2 separate regions of the Rattus norvegicus genome follow, and region 1 is linked to region 2. The links are chromatin contacts, called in public Hi-C maps. All regions are on one chromosome and are shown on one strand. The core of a region is the stretch at or near the end of the contact, and the rest is flanking DNA. Distances in the headings are between cores, read along the strand shown. Region 1 overlaps LOC120097420 (a long non-coding RNA gene). Region 2 has its middle 57 kb from the start of Acsl1.

Evidence for each region. A called contact is a pair of places that touch in the nucleus more often than the background predicts.
Region 1: a contact with region 2 is called in a Hi-C map of liver, with 7 times the contacts expected there. The contact joins two enhancer-like sites. A contact is called at or near these places in 3 of 12 Hi-C or Micro-C datasets (kidney and liver).

What each region holds. Positions count from the first base shown.
Region 1 is chr16:52,704,653-52,710,568 of GRCr8, forward strand. It overlaps LOC120097420 (a long non-coding RNA gene), which reads left to right. Exons shown (of 3, transcript XR_005494792.1): 3 at 1,737-2,297. Among named protein-coding and RNA genes, the nearest start is that of Helt, 16 kb to the right of the region's middle. Within about 2 kb of position 1,774, at least 5 of the 93 cell types and tissues checked have an H3K27ac peak or open chromatin away from gene starts, as enhancers often do. A contact at or near this core is called in liver, where this site is marked.
Region 2 is chr16:52,585,648-52,592,245 of GRCr8, forward strand. No RefSeq gene overlaps it. Among named protein-coding and RNA genes, the nearest start is that of Acsl1, 57 kb to the left of the region's middle. Within about 2 kb of position 5,019, at least 12 of the 93 cell types and tissues checked have an H3K27ac peak or open chromatin away from gene starts, as enhancers often do. A contact at or near this core is called in liver, where this site is marked.

The DNA of each region.
Region 1 (5,916 bases), core at 524-3,023, 120 kb after region 2:
GCCCACACACACAGACATCATTTAAAATCAGAGATATTTTTAATGTGCAGAATAAGAATAAAGTAAGAATTAAACTAGAAGTGATGGGAAAACTTTATATTATACACAAATTTAGGTTTTAGTTTAGCCATTAGAAATTACCAGTGGGGACTGAGAAGAAAGATAGTTCCACAGAAAGTTATCCAAACTAAAGTAGTATGCTAACAGAAATTTTTTTTTTCATTTAAAATTCTGAGGTAGAGTTTCTGGTGATAAATGTGACTTATTGGTTCCTAAATATATTCATCCATAAGGGAACTATACTACTTCTAGCCTGATAGCTTTTAAACAAAGCTGAAGCTAAGCCAGGAGTGGTAGTGCATGCTTTTAATCCCAATAGTTAGAAGGGAGAGGCCGGCAGATCTCTGTGAGTTCCAGGATAGCCAGAGCTGTGATACAGAGAAACCTGGGTCTGGAAAAACCAAAAAATGAAATAAAATAAAAAGTAGAGGGGGGTTGGGGATTTAGCTCAGTGGTAGAGCGCTTGCCTAGGAAGCGCAAGGTCCTGGGTTCGATCCCCAGCCCCGAAAAAAAGAAAAGAAAAAAAAAGTAGAAATAAATTAAGGCTAACATAATAAATATTGTGAGACAAAGCTGAATCTCAGTGAATGAAGCCTTGCCGGAAAATTCTGCTTGCAGCAAAAGGCGTCCTGTTCAATATGAGTGGTAAATTTAGTCAACTACAAAGCGCGCTAAATTCAATGAATCAATCATTAGGCAAGTGGCGCGTTTACAGATGAAACACTGACCAAACGGTTTTCACTAAATTTCCCGAAAACCTTTCATATCCTTGTAAGCACAAGAGACCTGATTATGTAGGAGAGCTGCTGGCAACCAACAGTAAACTTAGTATGAACCAGCCATGATATCCCAACAGCTGTTGTACTAATGATTACTGACGCAGGTCCATGACAGTTTAAAAAACCCAAATGAGCCTGTGTTCCACAAGCAGGCCATCTATGTCCGAGGTTCTCAACCTGTGGGTCGCCCCCCCACAGGGTTTCCCTAAGACCATCAGAAAACACAGAATCATATTTACATTATGGTTCATCACAGTAGCAAAACTACAGTAATGAAGTAACAGCAAAAACAATTTTGTGGTTGGGGGTCACCAGGACATGAGGAACATGTATTAAAGGGTCGCAACATCAGGAAGGTGGAGAGCCACTGATCTTTGTAGCTTCTCAGTGCCACTACAGGTCGCCATGGAAAACAGGTTCAGCTGTTCCTTGTTCTGGAGGCTATAACGACATGGAGCTGAGAGTCGAACCATGGTGTTTGTACCCTGACTTTCTGTAGAGTTTGTTGTGTGGCTGACCTTGCCCAGGTCCAGATCCTGTTTCTGTTGTCTTCTCCGTCTCTCTCCCTTGCCTGTAAGGACACCAGCCAGGCTGGGTTAATGGCCTGTCCCTGCTCCAATAGGACCTCATTTTAACTAATTACATCTGTCGCAGCTCTAGTTGAAAGTAAGCCTGGGACGGGACATGATGCAGATAGGATGCAGTGCAACCTGTAGCAGCCGTGGCTGGCACTTCCCAGACAGCTCAGTCAGTGAAAGTTACTTCAATCAGTTCTCCTCTACCTCCTTAGTCTTTCTTTTCGAATGTACTTTAAAACTATATTTAGGGGCCAGGAGGTAGTTCCGTGGGTGAAGTACTTACAACGGCACAAATATGGACGCGAGATTTCTTCCTCAGAACCCATACATAGCTTGAGGCAGCTGCCCACGTCTGTGATCTTAGCGCCCCCTACCGGGAGACGGAAGGCAAAGGCATGAAGACGTTCATGGGCCTCTCGGCTTAGCCTACGAAGCAGGGAGCATGAAGACTTCATTTCAAAGGAGGTAACAAGCAAGAACTGACACCCAAGATTGTCCTCTGACCACATCGATGTGTCTACGCAGCTCGCACAACGGCAGGTGCGCCCATGCGAGCACGCAAACAAACGCATAAGACTTTAAAAAAAAACTTTTTGAATGATAGATTATACACACTCACCCAACTTACTAATACAGAAGCAGTTTTATCTGGATTTAGCTTGGGAAAGTCTGGCTAAAATCAGGTGTACCACAACCCCATCCCCTTTACTAGTCTGCTTGTGGTCTAATCCTATAGTCCTTATTTTCTAAGGGGGGGGGGTCTCAGGTTAATCTAGTTTCATTGTTTTCCAATGAAATTCTGTGGCATCCTGGAAAACACACGTATTTACTATAATGTTCTTCAAGGTTCATTACACAAATAAACTCGAGGGTGAGAAGACCTTCTTCTCCTTGAATGTGTCAATTTGGGGGTGGGAAATTTTTCACTGACTGCCAGAGCTAAAAAGGGGAAGGCTGTCGTGAACTTGGGTGGAAAGGTCTGTAGAGGGCTCTGATTTCTGGTGGAAAGCCAGGGTCAAGGATGAGAATAAATAGAGAACTGGGTAGAAAAAAGACCCAGCCCGTTTTCTGGCACTACCAGATCGGGGTTAGGAAGGACATGAAGATTTCATATGAAAACATTTTCACGGAAAGCTGACAATTGAAGACAGAGACACCTTCGCACAAGACGGTCCTTCCTTATTTCCTTTCTTGTAATTCAATGTCACAATTAGAAATCTGAAACCAAGACCAGAAAAGGAAGCAGCCCAGAGTTGGCACTGGCCAGGTAACATCCCCGAAGCTGAGGAGAAAGAGCCGGGCCAGGAAGTGTAGATTCCTGGTACCAGCTTCTCTCCTGCCTTGTCTCCAGAATGGGCAACAGGACCCAGAGCTTTGGAGTCCATTTTTGAAGAACAAACCAGTTGTCGAGAGCATATAGAATTAAGAAATATTCAGGACAGGAGGAGACTTTTCTCCTTAGAGGCAGACGTGTCTGAGATGTGTAGGAGGAGGTGAGAGACTGAGGGCTGGGGGAGGTGGGAACCCGACAGGAAGCCATGTTCACAACAGCAAAAGAGGAAAAACTACCGACGAGTGTGGGACGGCCAGGGATTCTCAGTAACTGTCATGGAGGAACTGGAAGGGATCGGGACTCCACAGAGGAACATCCGTCAACTAACCTGGGCCCTTGGGGGTTCCCAGAAACTGAACCTCTGACCAAAACGCATACAAGGGCTGGACCTAGCTACCCCCAGATGTGGCAGATGTACAGCTTGGTCCCCCAACAACTGGAGCAGGGGCTGTCCCTGACTCTGTTGCCTGCCTGTGGACCCCATTCCCCTAACTGGTCTGCCTTGTCTGGCCTCAGAGGGAGAGGACATGTCTAGTGCTGCAGTGATTTGAGGTCACAGGGTGGGGGGACCTCCCCCTTCTCAGAGGTGAAAGGGAGGGGTAGGGAAAGGAGGGGTGTGAGGGGAGACTGGGAGGAGAAGGAGACTGCGATTGGGATGTAAAGAGAAACAATGAATGAATGAATGAATGAATGAATGAATGAATGAAAAACTAAAATAAAAACCAGTTGAAGAGGAGGACTGGATGTACCTGGTGCTGTCAGAGGCTTGGCTGTCCATGTGAAATGGTGCCGACTCTCAGAACTGACAGGGATATGAGTGAAGAGCAGCGGCCTATCCACGGTCTCTAGAAGGCGTCAGAGCAGAACCTAGATGGGAAAGGAAGTATGACTGGAGAGATAACTGGAGAGGCTGACAGGAGGATGTCCTCAAGTCCAGGCTGCCCAGCCAGGGTCTCCAGAAAGCACCTCGGGCATATTCGGTGTTGTTTGTACACCAGTGGGGCGCCACCAAGCTCTAGGGAGGAAAGCGATGCTATCTGACACTCAGCCTCATTTGGACCCTTTCGGGAGGCTGACACAAAGTAAGAAAGTGGATGTCAGGTTTGAGACAAGCCTGCTGCTCCATTGCATCTGAAGGGAGCTTGAGCAACGGGACCAAGGCAGGGGCATTCATTGATGGGAAGTGGTGAAGCTATGTAACATAGGGCTGGTAGCAGACACTTAGAATTCTAGTATTTAGGAAGTAAAGGCAAGGCATTTTGACTTCAAGGCCAGAATTAGTTATATAGCAAGGCTGTTTCTCAAAGAAATAGGCCGGGAATATAACTCACTCAGAGAGCACATGCCTAGAATGTATGTACAAAGCCCTTGGTTCCGTTACAGATTTATTTATTATCTATGAGTACACTGTCACTGTCTTAGACACACCAGAAGAGGGCATCAGATCTCTTTACAGATGGTTGTGAGCCACCTTGTGGTTGCTGGGAATTGAACTCAGGACCTCTGGAAGAGCAGTCAGTGCTCTTAACCACTGAGCCATCTCTCCAGCCCCATTTAAAAAAAAAAAGCATATTTTTTAAATACCATGAGTGAGCGGTGCTCAGAAACTGAGAAAAGGAAGCTGCTCGTTTATGCCTGGATCCCCGCTGGACATTTGCATGTAGAACGCCAGTTCCCTGAGACGTGAATGGATGTCAGCACTGAATTATCACCAGCAGAGGGAGGAGGGTGCCAGGACCAGCCCTGAATGGCTTGGTGTGTGTGGCTGAGCTCCCTCAAGCATACCCAAGTGGAGAGACAGTCATGTGGAGAGCGAGTCATGAGAAACGCAGGCAGGGAACAGAAGAGGGACGTGTTGAAGCATAATGAGGATGGGTGTGACAGCCGAAAACCTGTCATGCACTGACTGCTCTTCCAGAGGTCCTGAGTTCAATTCCCGACAACCACATGGTGTCTGACAACCCTCTGTAATGGGATCCAATTAAAGAGAGCGAAAGTATACTCCCATACATAAAATAAATAAATCTTTTTTAAAGCTTTTTAGAAAAAAAAACCTCTTAAACAAAACGCGAGAGTAAAAGAGGACCCAGGTAGCTTGAGACAGAACTCTGGAGGCACACAAAAGAGAAAAGAAGAAAAATCGTCCACAGAGATTGACAAGAGGCTCTTCTCTTTGATGTCATGGAAACCAAGCAAACAAGGACCTTTATGTGGCAGATGCCAAAAGATAACAAGTGCCCACTGACCACAGGGATGTGTATGGCAGTTGTCCTGGTTGATGGAAATCGTCGGTGGGTTGGGTGGGGATTATAAGAAGAAAAAGAGTGGAGCCCGTGTGTCGCAGACGACAGAGCCCAGTCTCACTGGATGATGGACTGACTGAAACCCCAGAGACAATAAAGCTAGAGGCCAGAGACGGAGTTCCGGTGCTATGTGTTGCAGGATGTAGAACTTTCTATTGATACATAAAGGACAAGAGGACAGAGAATGCCAGACGACTGTGGGAAGCCTTTCGGGATCCTGTCCTTAAGTTTCCTCTTCTATTAGAAAAAAAAAAACTTGCATCACTTCAAACTGTGACTATTACAGAAGGAAATATATATCATGTGCCCAGCACCATGCCTGGTACTCACTACAGACCAGACAGGCAGATTCACTACAGGGTGGAGTGGTAGGTCTGTGGGGCGCACTCAGCCCCATGCCCTGAAACACAGGCTTTCTGGGGCAGCGGAAGGGGAAGTGGAGGCCTCACCATTGTGAGGAGCGTAGAGATTCTTCTCAGGGAGTTTTAGTCTTCTTGGCTCTGTTACTTACAGAGTCCTGAGGACTCTGTTCCATGCCCTAGCTACGGAAGGTGACACAATGTCCTCATGTTGAGGGCAGTGTTCTAGCATCTTGACTCTCACTCACACCGACCCCTGGAGAACTCTCACGGGTAAGAAGACCATCAGGAGAAAGGACTTGTTAGGGTCATCAGTGGGAAGCCTGAACCAGTGCCCAAGCCTCTTTAGAAATCAGTACCGTTTCTATTCACTGTGCAGAAATACTCAAGAAGTCCCCCTAAATGGCCTTGTGTGAAACCCCATCCTGATCACCTGCTGGGCCCTGATCTCCGCACTCCCCCTGCAGGCAGAAACATTTATTGTGCACTGGGAGTCAAAGAATA
Region 2 (6,598 bases), core at 3,769-6,268:
CAGTCTAAAAATGGCAAAGATACTAAGCATAAGATCGGAACTGTATCTAGCAGGCTTAGATTTCAGTGCTAAAGAAGACTGACCATTCTGCAGCCGTGCTAACGCATTATCAAACAGCAAGCGAATGAACCTACAGATATTGGAAGGGAGTAGAGAAAGAGGAGTCCAAACTCAGAATGTGAGAGGACACGGTGTGTCCTGTCTACCCGCTGCAGGAGGCTCCTGGAGCCCAGCTCTGGTTGCTGCAGGGTCCAGGAATGATGCTTCTCCTGCAGCGGGGAGTCCACACAGCATCTCCATCTTGGCCTCTGAGTCTTTTCCCACAAGGAGAACGCATGTGAAGGCCTTTGAACTTCTAGTTGATCGTGTTGCTTTAGAAAGAAATGAAGAATCAACAAAAAAAGTAAAGTAAAAAATGAAGGCATGTCAAAGGGGTATAGGGCTAAATTGACCCGGTTCAATGAGTTTGAGCCATATGGATTATAATGACAGAGATGGGTGGTAACTCAAGGGATACAATGTGACCACATTTCCATCTGAAACAGCCATGTGAAGTATGCAAGTAACAAATGGAAGGGAGGAAACTCACATTAAAATATAACTAAGATGTGAGTTAGAAGCAAAGGAACCTCTAAGGTCACATTCACTGAGAGATCAAAGGTGACATCAAGAGCAGACAGGGCAACATTTTTGTGTTTCCTCTTGTGCTTATGTAGGACAAAGGTTCTTACCCAGACGTCCACAAGTCCTCCGGGAATCCACAGATACTTTCTCTTTCTGATTGTTTGCTATCTGAAACACACTCTTAAATAAGGCTCCCCAGAAGTCACGAACTATGGCTCTGAGCTCATGACACAGCATAGCTTCTATAGCATTCCTGCCCAAATCATTGCCCAAATATTCATAAGGAAATGTCCCATAAACCAAGACTGAAGGTCGTCCTGGAAGGTAACTAGACAGTGTACTACAAAAATAGCTTCATAAGAGAAAACACAAAGTCGAGGGATGTCTCTGCATTACAGGAGACTAAAGAACCGTGAAATACTGCCCCCGCTTCTGCACTTAGCACTGTGCTGGTTTGAATCTGCAATGTTCCCCACAGGCTCGAGTTCTGAATTCTTGCTTCCCACCTGGTGGTGTGATTTTAGGAGTCTGTAGACTTCATTAGCACATTGAAGCTAACTGGAAGAAGTAGACTTTAGGGGCAGGCCTTTGAAGGTTATTCTCGGCTTGACTTCCCCGATACCTGGCGTGCTTCGATGGCTTAAATAGGAATGGTTCGCATAGACTTATGTGTTTGAATCCTTGAGTTTAGGAGTGGCATTATTAGGAGTGGCCTTGATGGAGAGGAAGTGTGTCATCGAGTAGGCGGGCTTTGAGGGCTCATATATGCTCGAACTGCACACAATATGGTATACACTCTCCTCCTGCTGCCTTTGGATCAAGACATAAAACTCTTGGCTCCTCCAGCACCATGTCTGCCTGGATACTGTCACACTACCCTCCATGATGATAATGGACTAAACATCCGAAACTGTAAGCCTGCCCCAATTAAATGTTGTCCTTTATAAGAGTTGCCTTGGTCATGGTGTCTCACCACAACAATAAAACCCTAACTAAGACACCCACTGTGCTGGAAACGCTCTGCCACCTAGAACTGAGCTGGCCTGCCATGTTTTCCTTACCACAATGAACCAGAAACCCCTGCAACCATGAACCAAAGTCATATTCCCCCCCTTAATTTATTTCTATCAGGCAGGGCAATCACAGATGCACAAGTAAGAGGGTAATGAGAAGAAATTGCTATGGCAAACTTTACTGGTGCAGTTGGTGAATGGGACTACAGACTTTAGATAATATTATATCGGCATAACGCTTTTCTGGATTTAATGGCTATGCTATGTTATGAATTCTCTCTTAGAAAATATAAACTAGGGGTTGGGGATTTAGCTCAGTGGTAGAGCGCTTGCCTAGGAAGCGCAAGGCCCTGGGTTCGGTCCCCAGCTCCGGAAAAAAAGAACCAAAAAAAAGAAAAAAGAAAATATAAACTAATGTTTAGATAAAGTGGCACAGACAATATAGTCTCAAATGTTACAGGAAGAGATACAAGCATAGACACATCACACACAGAACACAACAAAAATAAACTAAGCAAATTTTCTCAAATTGTCCGTTTGGGGCAAAGGGTATATGTTCATATGGTATACATTTTTTCTGTGTGCTCAAAAGTACTTCCAAAGTGATGATTTCTGTGAGCAGAGGAGAGTGCCTAAGCAAGGGAGAGCTTTTCTCTTGCTGGGAATATAGTTAATTATACAGTACATATAATTATAAGTGAAGCCTGCAACACAAATCCTTTCAATTGTTTTCCAGATAGTATATATTACAAGAAAAGAATTGTCAAAGGCTAGGGAGACAAGTCAGTAAATTAAACCCGTGCATGGGCTAGATCTTTAGTATCCACATAAAAACCTGATATGACATTGCATACCTATAATCCCAGCACTCAGAAGGCAGAGATAGGAGAATCCTGCGGGCTTTTTGGTGAGTCAGTCTAGCAGGATTGGTGAACTCCATGTTCAGTGAATGACCTTGTCTCAAAAAGTCACATGGAAAGTGATTGAGAAAGACAGCTGTTATTGACCTCTTGTGTATATGCGCACATTGCACATGAATCCACACCTGTATCCATGCAAATATACATACGTACACATACGTATACATTACATACATATACTCCTCAAATACACACTAGACACAGACCACACACATACAGTGAGATTATACAAAAATCAGAAATTCAATTTACATTATACATTAAGTAAAAATAATTAGAAAGTCTTTGGCTTAGTCCATGGTCCCATTAGTGAAGGAGAAAAACATCTTAAGAGTATACAGGAAGAATAATCTCAGAGCTTTCTTGATTTGTCATGAACAGAGGCTCCAGCAAATCTAACAGAAAACTAGGCACAGTGAGGGTGCTGATAGCAAGCTCATGAGGGAACTCAGCTCCAAAAAATTAAGATTAACCACCACAAAAGGGAGCCTTCAGGAAGGAAAGGCCATCCAGAGACTGCCCCACCTGGGGATCCATCCCATATGCAGCCACCAAACCCAGTCACTGTTGGCTGATGCCAAGAAGTGCTTGCTGACAAGATCCTGATATGGATGACTCCTGAGAAGCTCTGCCAGAACCCTATTGATACAGATGAGGATGCTTGTAGCTAACCATTGGACTGAGCACGGGAACCCCAATGGAGGAGTTAGAGAAAGGACTGAAGGAGCAGAAGGAGTCTGCAACCCTATAGGAAGAACAGCAATATCAACCAATCAGACTCCCCAGAGCTCCAGGGACTAAACCACCAGCCAAAGAGTACACATGGAGGGACCCATGGCTCCAGTCGCATACTGTAGTAGAGGATGGCTTTGTTAGGCGTCAAAGGGAGGAGAGGCCCTTGGTCTTGTGAAAGCTCGATGCCCCAGTGTAGGGGAAATCCAGGATGGGGAGGTAGAAGTAGGGTGGAAGGGGGAGCATCCTCATAGAAGCAGGGTGAGGAGGGGTTGGGGGGACTGGGAGAGGGGATAACATTTGAAATGTAAATACATAAAATATCCAATAAAAATGCAAAAAAAAGGGAGCCCTCAATCCTATGGAGACTTACAAGATACTTGCTGGAGTCTCATAATACCTTGGGAGCAGCCACAAAAATCATAAAGCTGAAAGAAGCAACTTTAATTATCAGTAAGTTGGTATTGATAAGACTAGTCCATCTTGCTAGGAACGAGGCTGACTCATCGTTCTATACACTCCCTGACATGCTATAAAATAATTGTCATGTAGTCAAAATAAAATTAAAGAGCCTTAGGTGGATGCTTAGTTTCAAACATTATGTTACTTTTTCTGCATTAAGTTTGTCACATCTGCTAGCTTTTAATTCATTTGTAAACAATTGTCAATTGTTTAATTGTTAATGTTGTATTTGTGGTTGTATACTATTTTTCTTTTTTAAAAAAATATTCATTATTTTACTTCACATGCATTGGTGTTTTGCCTGCATGTATGAGGATGTTGGATTCCCCCAGAACTGGAGTAACAGAGAGTTGTGAACTGCTATGTGGCTGCTGGGGATTGAACTTGGGTCCTCTCGAAGAGAACTGCTGAGCCATTTCTCTAGCTGCAATACACTCTATTTTTTCTTAAAGAGCGTCTTCCAGTTATAAGCTTCACTCCACAGATAGGATTCTGTCCTTGGTAGAGAGCACTCTGTCTGCTGTCCTTTGATTTCTAGTCTGACCTCTTGGTTCTCTGCCACAGCTATTTAGAGAACAGAGTTCAAATGAGATTTACTGGAGGTGCTTGGGAGAGAAAGGCAATGGCCTCAGGCAGTTCCAGAAGGTTACATGAACCGTGGTTTCACAAACCACCAGACTGAAGTGAGTAGGTTCAGGTCAGAGGCTGTGGGGAAAGGGAGATCCAGTAAGATTTGAAAGAAAGGGATATGAGAGCCATCTCAACGGGAGGACAGACAGGAAATTCCAGAGCACTTTGGATCCCAGGGTCTGACAGCGTAAGTTCTTTCTTTTGTTTTGTGTTACAACACTGAGGAGGAATTTCAGAAGTTCCCAGGTGACGGAGAACATTGCCAAATCCTGGAGTCTGTACTTCATAGTGTTGGCACTAAGGATCTACTGTTTATAAGTAGGGCAGTGGTCTGACCTGGACATTTTAGGAAAACAACTCTGCCATGGCTTGGCGGAAACAGAAAGAAACCAATAAAATAACTGTCTGAAAACTTCTCTGGGTGCACGAACAGGGAAAGAGTGGCTGGCCTTTGCGGTGAGTGAGCGCGGACCTGGTACCGTTACTAAGGAGACAGGATCCCACAAGGGATTATTTTAGTTACTTTTCCATGACTGCATCAAAACACCTGGGAATGCAGGATTTACTTTAACTCACTATTTCAGTTTACGGTCGCCTGACTCTGTGCATGCAGGACTGTGGTGAGTTAGAGCATCGTAGGAAAGGGCAAAGAGCCAGGAAGCGGCTCGCTTCACAGAAGCTTGGAACAGAGAGATACAGAGGAAGGGTCTGTGGACGCGGCACACCCAAAGTATCCAAAGGTTACTTAGTCCCCTTGATCAGACTCCCGCTTCCAACAGTCCATTCAGTATGAAGTCATCAATAGATAAATCAATGGGTTCACCTGGAACATTCATGATCCAATGACCTCTCCAAAGCCCCCAGCTGGCAACCCGGGCTTTAATGCATGAACCTTCAAGGGACATTTTTAGATTTAAACCGTAATAGGAATATAACTCATATTATTGGTTATATTTTGTGTATGTTTCTTCTCCTCTTCCTCTTCTCTGTCCTCTTGCTCCTCCCCCTTCTAAACTAAGTCTAAGAAGAAGAAAAAGATGGCTAGCATAGCTTATGCTTCTCCTTCCATGACTGGGGCAGTGTGACTTCTGGCTATAGTCATAGGACAGAGTCCTGTACTTGGAAGTCCTGAAGCCCCTATGATCCGGATGCTAAGATTCACCCTAGAGAGTTTGCGAGTTCCCTGATGGACAAGCAAGATTTTGTTAGTTTGTGCCTACATGCTTTTCTATAGAAAGACAATCCTACAGCTTTTTAAAATGAGCCATTGTTCGTGGTCTGAGATGATCTCAGCCAGTGGGAAGAGACTTGGAACGTTCAGCTATAATTTCAAGTCTCAACGGCAAGTCGCCTCCCAATTCTATTTCGATCTGGATCGGGTCTTTAACTCAGTTCTCACAATAAAACCTCTATCCCGTTCTTAGGCTACACTTCCCATCTGGATCCCGAGAGGCCACGCCAAGGGACTGTGCACTGTATAACTAACGCAATTCCATTTATATGGATGTAAATGGAAACAGGCAAAACTGAGCTGTTGTTAAAGGCTGTGTAGTGTAAGGTGATTGTAGGGAACAGAGATCAAATAAATAAAGCGTTGGAACTATGAAAACAGTCAGAGTGAATATATAGACATTTATGTTCATTCCTAACAAAAAATAATGAGTAAGGATGGCGGATTCACGTAGATATGTCTGATATCCAACTATCCTAAAAGGTTTGTCGGGATTATAGTATCACACAATGATCACTGAGATCTAATCAAGCAGGTACTTCTATAAAACACCGTTTGACAGCTGCCTCTTCAACCTTCGTCTGCCACAGCCCTTATTACTTGACCTTTGTACCAAAGAAGGTTCAAAACAACCTGTGTAATCTTTCTCATTTTGCCTTTAAGGATTTGTTTGCCTCAGCCTCTTGGACATACACACAACTTACTATGTCATGCACATTCTTATTACAGTGTTAATATACTTACCTTCTAGAGACTCTCTGTTACTCTGACAGCCGTTTGTACAAGAGATGCCTACCCTTCAGGTTTTCTGTGGGGTTAAGAGATGAGGGAAATCTCTGGCACTAAACTCAACCCCTTTTTTGCCAGTGTCCAATGAGGACAGGGCAGAGCCCACATGTTGACTCTCTATGCAGCTCTATGTGGCCGTATGATACAGTTCTAATCTATAGATGTCTGCCAAGAATGCTTATGTAGGAAACAAACAT